2 separate regions of the Mus musculus genome follow, and region 1 is linked to region 2. The links are chromatin contacts, called in public HiChIP or PLAC-seq maps. All regions are on one chromosome and are shown on one strand. Each heading gives the region's core, a stretch centred on a gene start, on an enhancer-like site or on the middle of the called end of the contact. The rest is flanking DNA. Distances are from core to core; before and after follow the strand shown. Region 1 overlaps Pacsin2 (protein kinase C and casein kinase substrate in neurons 2). Region 2 has its middle 9.2 kb from the start of Cyb5r3.

Evidence for each region. HiChIP or PLAC-seq counts read pairs in DNA pulled down with a chosen protein or histone mark.
Region 1: an H3K27ac HiChIP or PLAC-seq map of extraembryonic endoderm stem cells shows a contact between it and region 2. The contact joins two enhancer-like sites. A contact is called at or near these places in 2 of 39 promoter capture datasets (the C10 cell line and cranial neural crest), 1 of 484 Hi-C or Micro-C datasets (B cells), 3 of 115 datasets of contacts at active chromatin or transcription factors (astrocytes, extraembryonic endoderm stem cells and memory CD8 T cells) and 1 of 9 other capture datasets (adipose tissue).

The regions. Positions count from the first base shown.
Region 1 is chr15:83,443,014-83,448,415 of GRCm38.p6, forward strand. All of the region lies in intron 1 of Pacsin2 (protein kinase C and casein kinase substrate in neurons 2), which reads right to left. Among named protein-coding and RNA genes, the nearest start is that of Pacsin2, 19 kb to the right of the region's middle. Within about 2 kb of position 1,573, at least 48 of the 459 cell types and tissues checked have an H3K27ac peak or open chromatin away from gene starts, as enhancers often do. A contact at or near this core is called in adipose tissue and extraembryonic endoderm stem cells, where this site is marked.
Region 2 is chr15:83,178,895-83,183,826 of GRCm38.p6, forward strand. No RefSeq gene overlaps it. Among named protein-coding and RNA genes, the nearest start is that of Cyb5r3, 9.2 kb to the left of the region's middle. Within about 2 kb of position 3,252, at least 55 of the 459 cell types and tissues checked have an H3K27ac peak or open chromatin away from gene starts, as enhancers often do. A contact at or near this core is called in adipose tissue and extraembryonic endoderm stem cells, where this site is marked.

The DNA of each region.
Region 1 (5,402 bases), core at 323-2,822, 260 kb after region 2:
TTACAGGATGTGGACTGCCCAGTGGAAAATCGAGAAACACAAAAACCATGTACAACAGGATGGCCCCTGAGGTAAGACACACTGGCCTGAAGAATGACAAGAACCAGCCAGGTGAAGAACATTCTAGGAGCTGAGAAGCACATGTGCAAAGACCCTAAGAAGAGGCAGAAGGCAGAACATAGGCATTTGTCTCTGCATTCCATCTCTATTCTCGCCTATACATCCTAGGAAAACCTTCCTGAGGCTCAAGTCAGATACCACCCCATTCTTCTGCTTAGAAATCTCCAGATTCCCATAGCCCAGACAACTAAGACACAGACCGCTTCTGTGAGTTTTATAAATAAGTGTGCAGCTCTATATACATTCAGATACTAAAGTTGCTCCATGAAAGCCCTGACTAAAAGAATCTCTCCTTTATGGCCCACAAGGCTGCCACACCCAATGCTTAGTTCACAACTCTGGAGAGAGATGGGATTCTGACTCTGCATACTGAGAGTAATCCAAGTTCAAATCTTGACTCAGTCACTTACTAGACATGTAAGTTGAAAGATTTCTTTTTATTTATGTATTCATGTGTGTTTCTCTGCCTTGTGTGTGCAGGTGTCTCTAGAGGCCAAAGGAAGGACTGGATCTTCCAGAGAAGCTGTCTGCTGTGGGTGCTGGGAACCAAGCGTGGGTGCTCTGGAAGAGCGTCAAGGATCTTAACTGCTGAGCTGTGTCTCCAGGCCCCGGGCAGGCACTGACAACCTCTCTGGCCCTCTATGTACAATCACAACCCTGACCATATAGAATTGCAGTAAGAATTGGAGCCTAAATATGCACGGCTACATACATACATCCAGGCTGCTCAGGGTCCCATAGGAAGAGCTCTGCCTCAGGTATCTAGACAACACCCCTCAACACAGCAGCTGGCTTTTCCCTCCAGGACTTCATTACAAATAACTCAAAATAGCCCACTTTCCTTCCAACAACCACTACCCCACTGACCCACACCATCGTGTTCAGACCAGTAGTCACACCATAAGGCCTCTAAGAATTGTATTTTAAATACCCACTTCCAAAGAACATGGAAGAGAGCAAAAAACTTGGGTGTGCTAGGGAGAATAGAGGGCACTGGAATGTCTCTCTTTTCTTCTTTACATGTATTTGTTTGTCTGACTGTCTATTTCTTTGGGAGCTACATGTATAGAGACAGAGGACAACCCGATGGAGGTCCTCCCAAGCACCTTTCCCTGTCTACCACTGCCAAATGCCCCAGAAAGCTCTCACGCACAGGGCACTTGCTGAAGAGGCACACTCAGACTGAACTGGTAAGCTGGACTGGAAACAGAAGTTGACAATGAGATAAACCTGAACTCATGTTCATGTACCCCAACCTTTTATGCCCCTCTACCCCGCCTGTGTCCCCTTTCCTCTTCTACATCCCTACATCCCTTAGCTCCGTGAAACACCAGGCAATCAAATGAGATTGCTCAATCCTGTTCCTAGTTAACTAAAAGAAGATACTACACAGTGACTGAAACAATCTGGTTCAAAGGTCAGAACCCCAAGAGCCTGTAGGAATGTGCCTCAGGTATGCAAGCCAGGAATCCTCCCCGCACCCTCCCTGAACTACAGCCGAACAAGAGCTAAGCCAGGCAGCTGCAGGCCTACAGACCAGCGAAGGCAGCAATGTTCCTAAGCCACTCGGAGCGGAAGCACTGACTTCAGAGACACCAGCCTTGAGCCATTCTAATCAACAGTGGCCCAACCCCTGCATTCCAAAGAAACACTGCAAGAACTCAAATGAGTCTTTGAACTTACTGTCCAAACTCCCACAGCAGACACATTTGGAGGTACTACTATAGGAATCGAATCGCTAACTACAGGAGTTCAATTCCCACATCCCACAAGGTAGCAGGAGAGAACCAACCCCCAAGAGTTGTCTAACTGCCACAGACAAACTGGGGCACGTGCATTTCTGCACTCACACAAAAATAAAATATACGTTTGTGTTAGAGATACGAATTTTTTATCCGGGGGGGGGGGTGGAGGGGAAGAACATATATAAGCTTAAACATCCATGATCTAAAAATAGACAACCAAGGAGCTGGGTGAGTGGCTCATCCCTGTAATTCCGGTATGCCAGAGGCAGAAGCCAGAGAACCGTCCCAAGTGTGAGACCAGCCTAGTCTACATAGTTCTAATGCCATCCCACATCCCAGATTCTATAACACAGTGGGACCCCACCTCAGTAATAGGAAAGAAGAGAGAAGGGGAGAGGGAAGTGGGAGGAAGAAAGAAAGAGAAAGGACAGTCAGTATAATTCTCATCTTAAAAAAAAAAAAAAAAAAAAGCAGTAAGCCCAGTGCAACCTAGACAGCCCCTCCGCACACAGAGAAATGATCCCCAAGCCGCAGGTCCTCACCAGGCCCCTTTGTAGATTCCATAACCATCCGCTTATACCACTGCAAAGCTAACGCCTGGGCTCCATTTTAAAAAGACAGAGCATCCTCAGCAAATCCTCTGGGAAATGAGGAGCAGTACACTAACTAGAATGGCAGGCAGTCCTGGAGAGGAAGGCGAAGTGAGGACAAAGACTGAAGGTGGGGGGCAGGGGAATCTTGGAGGAAGAAACGCAGGAATGTGCAGAGACATTAGGTAGGCAGAGGCCATTCTACAAGGCTGGGCTTTATTGTGAGGGCTACCAAGAGCCACTGAAGAGCTGTACTTTCAATCCTCTGACCCTTCTCTTCTCCACTGCTGACAATGAAGACTGGGATGGCCTAGGAACCACTCTTTTAAGAAGAGGAGTGCAAGAATAGCAAGCCAACCAGTCCTTCAGGCTTTAATAGGCAAACACACAGCCCAAGGGCTCCCGACATGTGGGCTCCTCCGAGCCTCAGTTTCCTTGTCATCTGCTCAGAGGCTCATATGAAGCTGGCTGGGTACTTGGAGCAAAGTGGAGAACCCCTATAGGGCAGACGGTGGCATTAGAAAGACCACAGCATCCCACCCAGGCCCAAAGCAGAGCAAACATTCCACTTCCTGGGAATGGCAAGCCTAGAGACTGTCCAGACCTCTCTTTGACTAAGAACAAACACCGCTACTTACACAGGCATGTAGCTGGCCAAGAATAGTCAGAGCATGGAGGAGCCAGGTTCACTCACCCCACTATTAGGCCCCTCCTACCCAAGGTAGCCTCCACACAGCCACATCCCCAGCCTAGGAGCCATCCCACCTACCCAGACACAGAAGGTTTATTGTACCCTCACTTCTCTGTGCTGGCTCACCTCTGGAAATGAGACACTACCCAGGAGCCACCAACAAGGATGTCCATAAAGCCTCTGTGTCCAGGGCTCTGTGCAAACCTGAGTAGGGAGAAAGCCCATGTACATCTGGTCAAGCATCACCCTCCCCTTTATAACTTGCTACCCTATGACAGGGCCCTGCCATCAGGGGCTAAAGACATTACATGAAGCACAGGAAATAAAAAGCAGCCAAGAACACAAAGACACCCAAATGCCCAGAACCACAAGTCCCAGACCAATGAGAAAAATTTCCCTTAAAATTCAGAGAACACTTTAGTAAATGGTCCTGAAACAACTAGCTCTTGTTTCAGGGACACAGGCCTTCTATACATCTCCCACCATAAACACAAGTGGCTCAAATGGATCACAGCCCAGCTGTAAAACCCAGACCTGTAAGACCTGGACAAAATGTTCATGACCCTGAATTAAGCAAAGATTTTACATCTGAAACTTAGCCTAAGATACACAAACCTGCAAACATCCTCTTCATCAAGTCCTAAGTGTCTACATTTTAAGGCAAGCAGACAGGACAATGGCTTCCTACCTGGAGGTGGAAGAGGGAAGTGGTAAGTGGAGGGCTACAGAACGGCAGAGGAGAGCTACTGACTGGTGGGAACGACGGCAACAGTGTCTGCACATGCCAAACATTATCAAGCTCTCCACTCGAAAGGCAGCAGAGTACAGTGCGTTAGTTATTATTGCTCGGTGTTTGAAATCTGGGGGAACACCACAAAGCCCTAACCTTTTACACTGTCAAATAACAACACTCTTCACAAGCCAGCCACTCACCTGTAATCCCAGCACTCGGGGAGTTCAAGGTCATCCTCAGCTACACAAGTTCCAGGCCAGCCTGAATTGAGTGAGACCAATCTCAACAAACAAGCAACAACAATAAAAAGAACACTGCTTGCTCTACCGCCACTGACAAAAGGCTCGCTCTCTCTCTCTCTCTCTCTCTCTTTCTTTTTCAGTTTTTCAAGACTGTATTTCTGTAACAGCCCTGGCTGTCCTAGAACTCCCTTTGCAGACCAGAGATCCGCCTACCTCTGCCTCCTGAGAGCTGGAATTACAGACCTATGCCACCATGCCCAGCTGTCTCTACTTATTCCAAACAATGCAATTACTCAGATTTTTTTTTATAGAGTCACAAACATCACTAAAAAACGTTTACAAGTAATACAGCTACCTCTGGGTGTTTGTTTATAAATATTTTGGTGACTGTGAGCAGCACTCTAGGTACTATCCAGACCCTACACTGCCCTCCCTCCTTACACTCTACTCCAACTGGGATTTCAAGAAAGGGAGGGGAGGGGAGAAGGGGGAAGGGAGAGAGAGGGGGAAATGAAAGGAAAGGAGGAAGGAAGAGAGGAAAAACAAACCACTGGTTTCCACTTTCACTCACACAGAACCCTTCCACGGCGCACTGAAGAATCCACCATCATTTCCACACTGGTGAGGACTCAGTTTATGGTCACTTTCCAGGACCCTGGTCAGAAATGCACAGCTCACACCTTGCAAGCTCACCTGGGTAACCACCAATTCCTCCTGGAGAGGCAGCCTCAGAAATGGCCACATGGACCATAGGACAGAGACTTCCCTCCCCGGCAGAAGGCAAGAGCTGAGCAGTGACAAAATGCAAATATTTAAAGAACTCGCAGCTGCGGATGCCAGCAGGGTAACAGCTTGCAAACTTCCAGTCAGAATGACTGTTATATCTGGGGCTGAGTCACGGTTGTGAACACTGTTACCCACTTCCATCCTTCACAGAGGAGAGATGATTTTAAAAACAGCTTCCAGAAAGTTACCCAGTCACAACAAGAAAACAACCCTGGAGAAAAGCCAGTGTGTGGCCAAAGCCCTGCAGCCAAGAAAGGGATACTACACCGTCCACAAGAAGAGACTATGCAAGTCTGTAAACAGCAAACAGGTGTACAGGCATCATCAAGTGCTGAAGTCCACCTCACAGAGGACTGGATCATGGCTCACACATTCTCCCTTTGATATGACAACTCCTCATTACAACACTTCCAGAGAGGAGGCTTGGCACTTTGCCTATCCTCAGCTTCTTCATTTGTCCTGAGGATGAACACACTGGACAAAGAAAAGAAGGGG
Region 2 (4,932 bases), core at 2,002-4,501:
CAGGGTGGCCAGAGTAGTTGAAGTGATGTGAGGGATACTCTGTCACTCCACCCATAATGCCAGAAATGTCCATATCTTGGTTGTTGACTATGACCAAAATCTTGACCTAGAATAAATCATTCCTCTCTCCCAGCCTCAGTTTCTTTAGCAGTAAATGAGGGGTTATCTTTAGCTGGGTCTGCTCATACATGCACTTGGGAGGTAGAGGCAAGAATATCAGTTCAAGGTGGCTGGAGAAATGGCTCAGTGGTTAAGAACATTGACTGCTCTTTCAGAGGTCCTGAGTTCAAATCCCAGCAACCACATAGTGGCTCATAACCATCTGTAATGGGAACTGATGCTCTCTTCTATAAATAAATTTTAAAAATTAAAAAAAGAGAGAGAATATCAGTTCAAAAAAAAGCAAGTATGAGGGGCTGGAGAGATGGCTCAGTGGTTAAGTAATGACTGCTCAGCCAGGCATGGGGGCGCACGCCTTTAATCCCAGCACTCAGGAGGCAGAAACAGGCAGATTTCTGAGTTCGAGGCCAGCCTGGTCTACAAAGTGAGTTCCAGGACAGCCAGGGCTACATAGAGAAACCCTGTCTCAAAAAACAAACAAACAAACAAACCCAAAAAACAAAAAAACAAAAACAAAAACAAAAACAAAAACAAAAAGTAATGGCTGCTCTTCCAGAGGTCCCAGGTTCAATTCCCAGCAACCACATGGAAGTTCACAGCCATCTTTAACTCCAGTTCCAGAGGTCAGACACCTTCTTCTGACCTCTGAGGGCACCGAAAACATGGGGGACACAGACATACAACATCATCTTTGGCAAGAGGTCGGGGAAGTTTTGTGCCAAGAATCGTTCATTAACCCCAAAAGACCACCAAAGATGCAATCGAACGAGGGTCTTTATTTAAGCTTGAGCTTAGACGACACTGCCATGTCTGCTGCAGCAGAACGGGAGGTTTACCCTCCCCCAAGCTCTCAGTGGGACAAGGCTTTATAGGAAAAGGCAAGCAGGTAAGGGGGCTTCAGCCTGGCAAGCATCTAGCTGCATGACTACTGTAAGCCGACGGGTGGGTGCTCTGAAGCAAAACCCTGAGCAATCACAAATGGTCTGCAAGTACATCGCAAACAATCAGACTGATCTCGGACCGAATTGTTAGGAAGTAGCTAGGGGTATGGGACAAGGACAAGCCATGGGGTCCTTCCCAGTACTAAGGTGTAGCTTGGGTTCAGCTATAGGTCAAGTTTCTCTTAAGATGGAGGCTGGTCCCAAGACGGAGTAGTTTGGTCTCTCAAAGGGAAGCAAGTTGGAGCCCAGCCCTGAACTATATGACACCCAGTCTGGGTTGAAGGGGAAGGAGGAATGGGGAGGGGCCATGTGAGGGCGGGACCAGGAAGAGAAGGAGGCTTAGTGAATAATAAATAAATTAATGGGGGAAAAAAACAAGAAAGAAGACAAGAAGATGAAGGAAGGAGAAGGAAGGCATGGCGACTGAGGTCAGATGGAAGAGGGAAGGAAGAGTGGGGCTAGGGGCTAGGGTAAGCAGGAGGGCTTTCTAAGGTGTGTACTGAAACACAGGCCCGATGGAGGTGTGGGATCAAGTCTTGCAGATAGCTGGGGAAGAGCATTCCTGGCCATAAGGAGAGATCATTTGGAGCTGGAGAGATGGCTCAGTGGGTAAGAGCACTGACTGCTATTCCAGAGGTCCTGAGTTCAATTCCCAGCAACAACATGGTGGCTTATAACCATCTGTAATGGGATCCAATGCCCTCTTCTGGTGTGTCTGAAGACAGCTACAGTGTACTTATATACATAAATAAATCTTAAAGCAAAACAAAAACAGTCAGGCAGTAGTGGCATAGGACTTTAATCCCAGCACTTGGGAGGCAGAGGCAGGCAGATTTCTGAGTTCGAGGCCAGCCTGGTCTACAGAGTGAGTTCCAGGACAGAGAAACCCTGTCTTGAAAAACAAAACAAAACAAAAACAAAAAATAACAAAACAAAAAACAATCTGGGATGTTTGCACCTTGAAATTTTATATTTGAAAAGTTCTTATGCTCCCAGAAAGCACTCTTACTCTTAGGGGAAGATGCCAAAGGTCACCAAAGGTATAGCAAGGTAGTGGTGGCGCACGCCTTTAATTCCAGCACTTGGGAGGCAGATGCAGGCAGATCTCTGAGTTTGAGGCCAGCCTGGTCTACAGAGCAAGTTCCAGGACAGCTCCATAGAGAAGCCCTGTCTTGAAAAGTTAAAAAAAAAAATGCTCAGAAGACATTGGACTCAGTCTCTCTGTCTCTGTCTCTCTCTGTCTCTCTCTGTCTCTCTCTGTCTCTCTCTGTCTCTCTCTCTCTCTCGTTGTTGTTGTTGTCTTGTTTTTTGAGACAGGGTTACAAGGAATTGGAATTTCCCCCAGAATTCTCCTGGTAGGGGAGGGAAAGCCTGAGGCCTGGTACCAGCCAGGGGAGGAACTTGTCTCCCAGGAAGAAATTCTGCAGTTCTGATAGTCCGACCACCTCCCAGGAGAGTCTGATGGACAGGGCCACACCTCTACCTGCTTGTTCGGGCCAAATCTCACATGAGGACAAGAAGATGGGTTAAGTGATGGTGCGGTGGGCATGGAAGGTGTACTGCTGGGAAAAACCAAAGTCCTTCTTTTTTTGGGGGGGGGGCTCTTAGTCTCATTGATAAAACAATTTAGCAACAGGAAGCTCAAGGACGATTTTATTAGAGGTTAAGAGAAAAACAAGGCAGGCATGTAAGCCTCAGCAGGTACTGGAAGGGAAATGGACAACACCCATGCCGATTTTGATGGAGATTGACAAGCAGTCTCAAAGCAAAAGAGAAAGGAGGCTTCAGAGAAAGGGCAGAAGAGTCCAGAGCACCTTGGAAAGAAAACACACTCCGGCCAGTATCCAGAAGAAAGAGAAGTAAATAAAAAGAAGAAAAAAAGGAAAGTTTCTGACTTTCTGGTAACTCAGAAAGTGGGAAAGAAACAGGCAGAAATCCCACCCATGGCTGGAAGCAGCTGCCTAAGAGAAGGGGGTAGGGTGGGGTGGGGGAGTGCATTATCTCCTTGAGGGGAATTGTTAGCCCTATCAGCTCCGCTTGGGTGGCTTAGAAGGCCAGGTCTCCACCAGAGATAGAGATGGAACTTAGAACAAAGTGCAGATCCTTCCACCGTTGTGTAAGCCCCACACAAAGCCTCAGACTACAAGGCAATGTAAATGTCCAGGGTTGGCCAAGCTGATGTTTACATTTCTGGTGTTGCCAGGGAAACAGGAGGTTCTGGAGCTACTGTAGCAACTGGACCTCTTTGTCAGTTCCTCCTCTCAGAGTGACCGCAGGGAAATAGTCGCCTTTCTCTGCTTTCCACTATTCTTTGCCACTTTAATTGGGGACATATGACTAAGACTAGTTTGTTACAGCTCCCAGGACCCTAAAACCCCAGTTTCTGTGCCTTTCTCCGTCTCTGTCTTTCCCTCCCTCCCTCCTCCCCTCTTTCTGAGACAGGGTCTTCCTATAGAGTCAGGCTATCCTGCAACTCTCAGAGATCTGCCTCTGCTTCCCAAGTGCTGGGACTAAAGGCGTGCTCAACCATGCTGGGCTCCTAGCCACATTCTTAACAGGGTGTGGCTCTGGTAGACAGAACCCTAATTCAAACTAGCTGTGTAGGAAGGTCCTGGGATGGCTCATCAACTGGAACGAGAATCCGTGGGAGAGGGCCAGGATTCCTTTCACCTCTCGCTCTCTGAGTAGGAAGCCCCAGCTCTCCCACCAACATGGGCATCTTCCTGGCTCCTACCATATTTTGGTCCAGAGAAGCAGATAAGGAAAAAAAAAATCTGCAGGAAAAACTCTGATTGGTTTGTTTTGTCACGTGCCCACCTTGAGCCCCATCAATGGTGCCAAGAAGTTGGCATCCTTAACTGGCTCAGTTTAGGTCAAGTGATCATTCTTTACCCAGTCATAACTAACTAATGGGTGTGGAGTTAAGTAGGAAATCGAGAAACTCTCCCTGGAACCAAGGGCCTGTGGGCCTGTGGGCCTGTGGGCCTGGAATGTCCGCAGAAGGCTCTGCATACCCATGGCCTCGCGGGAGGGTAAAAGGCTGGAAAAAGATTCCTGTGAATGCGAATTGCTTCTGGGTTCTGGAGCTGGGAAAGGGTTCTCCATTAGCTTGCCGCATGACTTTGAGTCATGGAGAGATGGGCAGGGGCTCAGGAGCCTGAGAAAGAGAGAGAGGGAGAGGGCGGAAGGGACGGAGGGAAGAAAGAGAGACACAGACGGCGGGGGGGGGGGGGGGGGTAGCTTTGATTTTCTGCGAATAGAGACCCGGAAAGAGCTGCCCTGTACAGCTGACTGTGGCGGCTTTGGCTCAGGTGCACAGCCATGATCTCAGATGCTGATCTTCAGTCTGCGGTCTGTGCTTGCCCTGATTTTCTCCCGCCCTTTTTTCTCTGCTTGCACTGGCAAACTTCTGAACAGCTGAGCCGGGAGCAGACCCCTTGCGCACCCTCGGAAGGGCTCTTAGCGCTCGGCACCGCCTTCACCCAGGAAAGGCTTGCCGGTCTGGGAGACCCCTCACCCACATAGGAGGCCTTTGGGCAGCTAGAGAAGAGGACACTAGGAGTGGACACAGTCCTGAGTTTAATGACTGTACAGGGCTCAGCAGCAGGGTAAGGGGACACATTGCCTGAAAGGGACTTTCCAGTTAAACCCCATGACTAGGACCCAGACAAAGGATGGCTGGGAATTGCTTAATTTTAAGCATTCTCCTCTCTAATTTGCATACATGTTTATGAAGATGTGAGTCCCCACAGAAACTGTAGAGGATGAGTGAGCCATTGCCAGAGCTACCCACTCCTCACGTCGAAACTCCTCACACAGAACTGAACCCCACTGCGATCGGCCTGACACTGGAGGCTGCCATTTAGAAAAC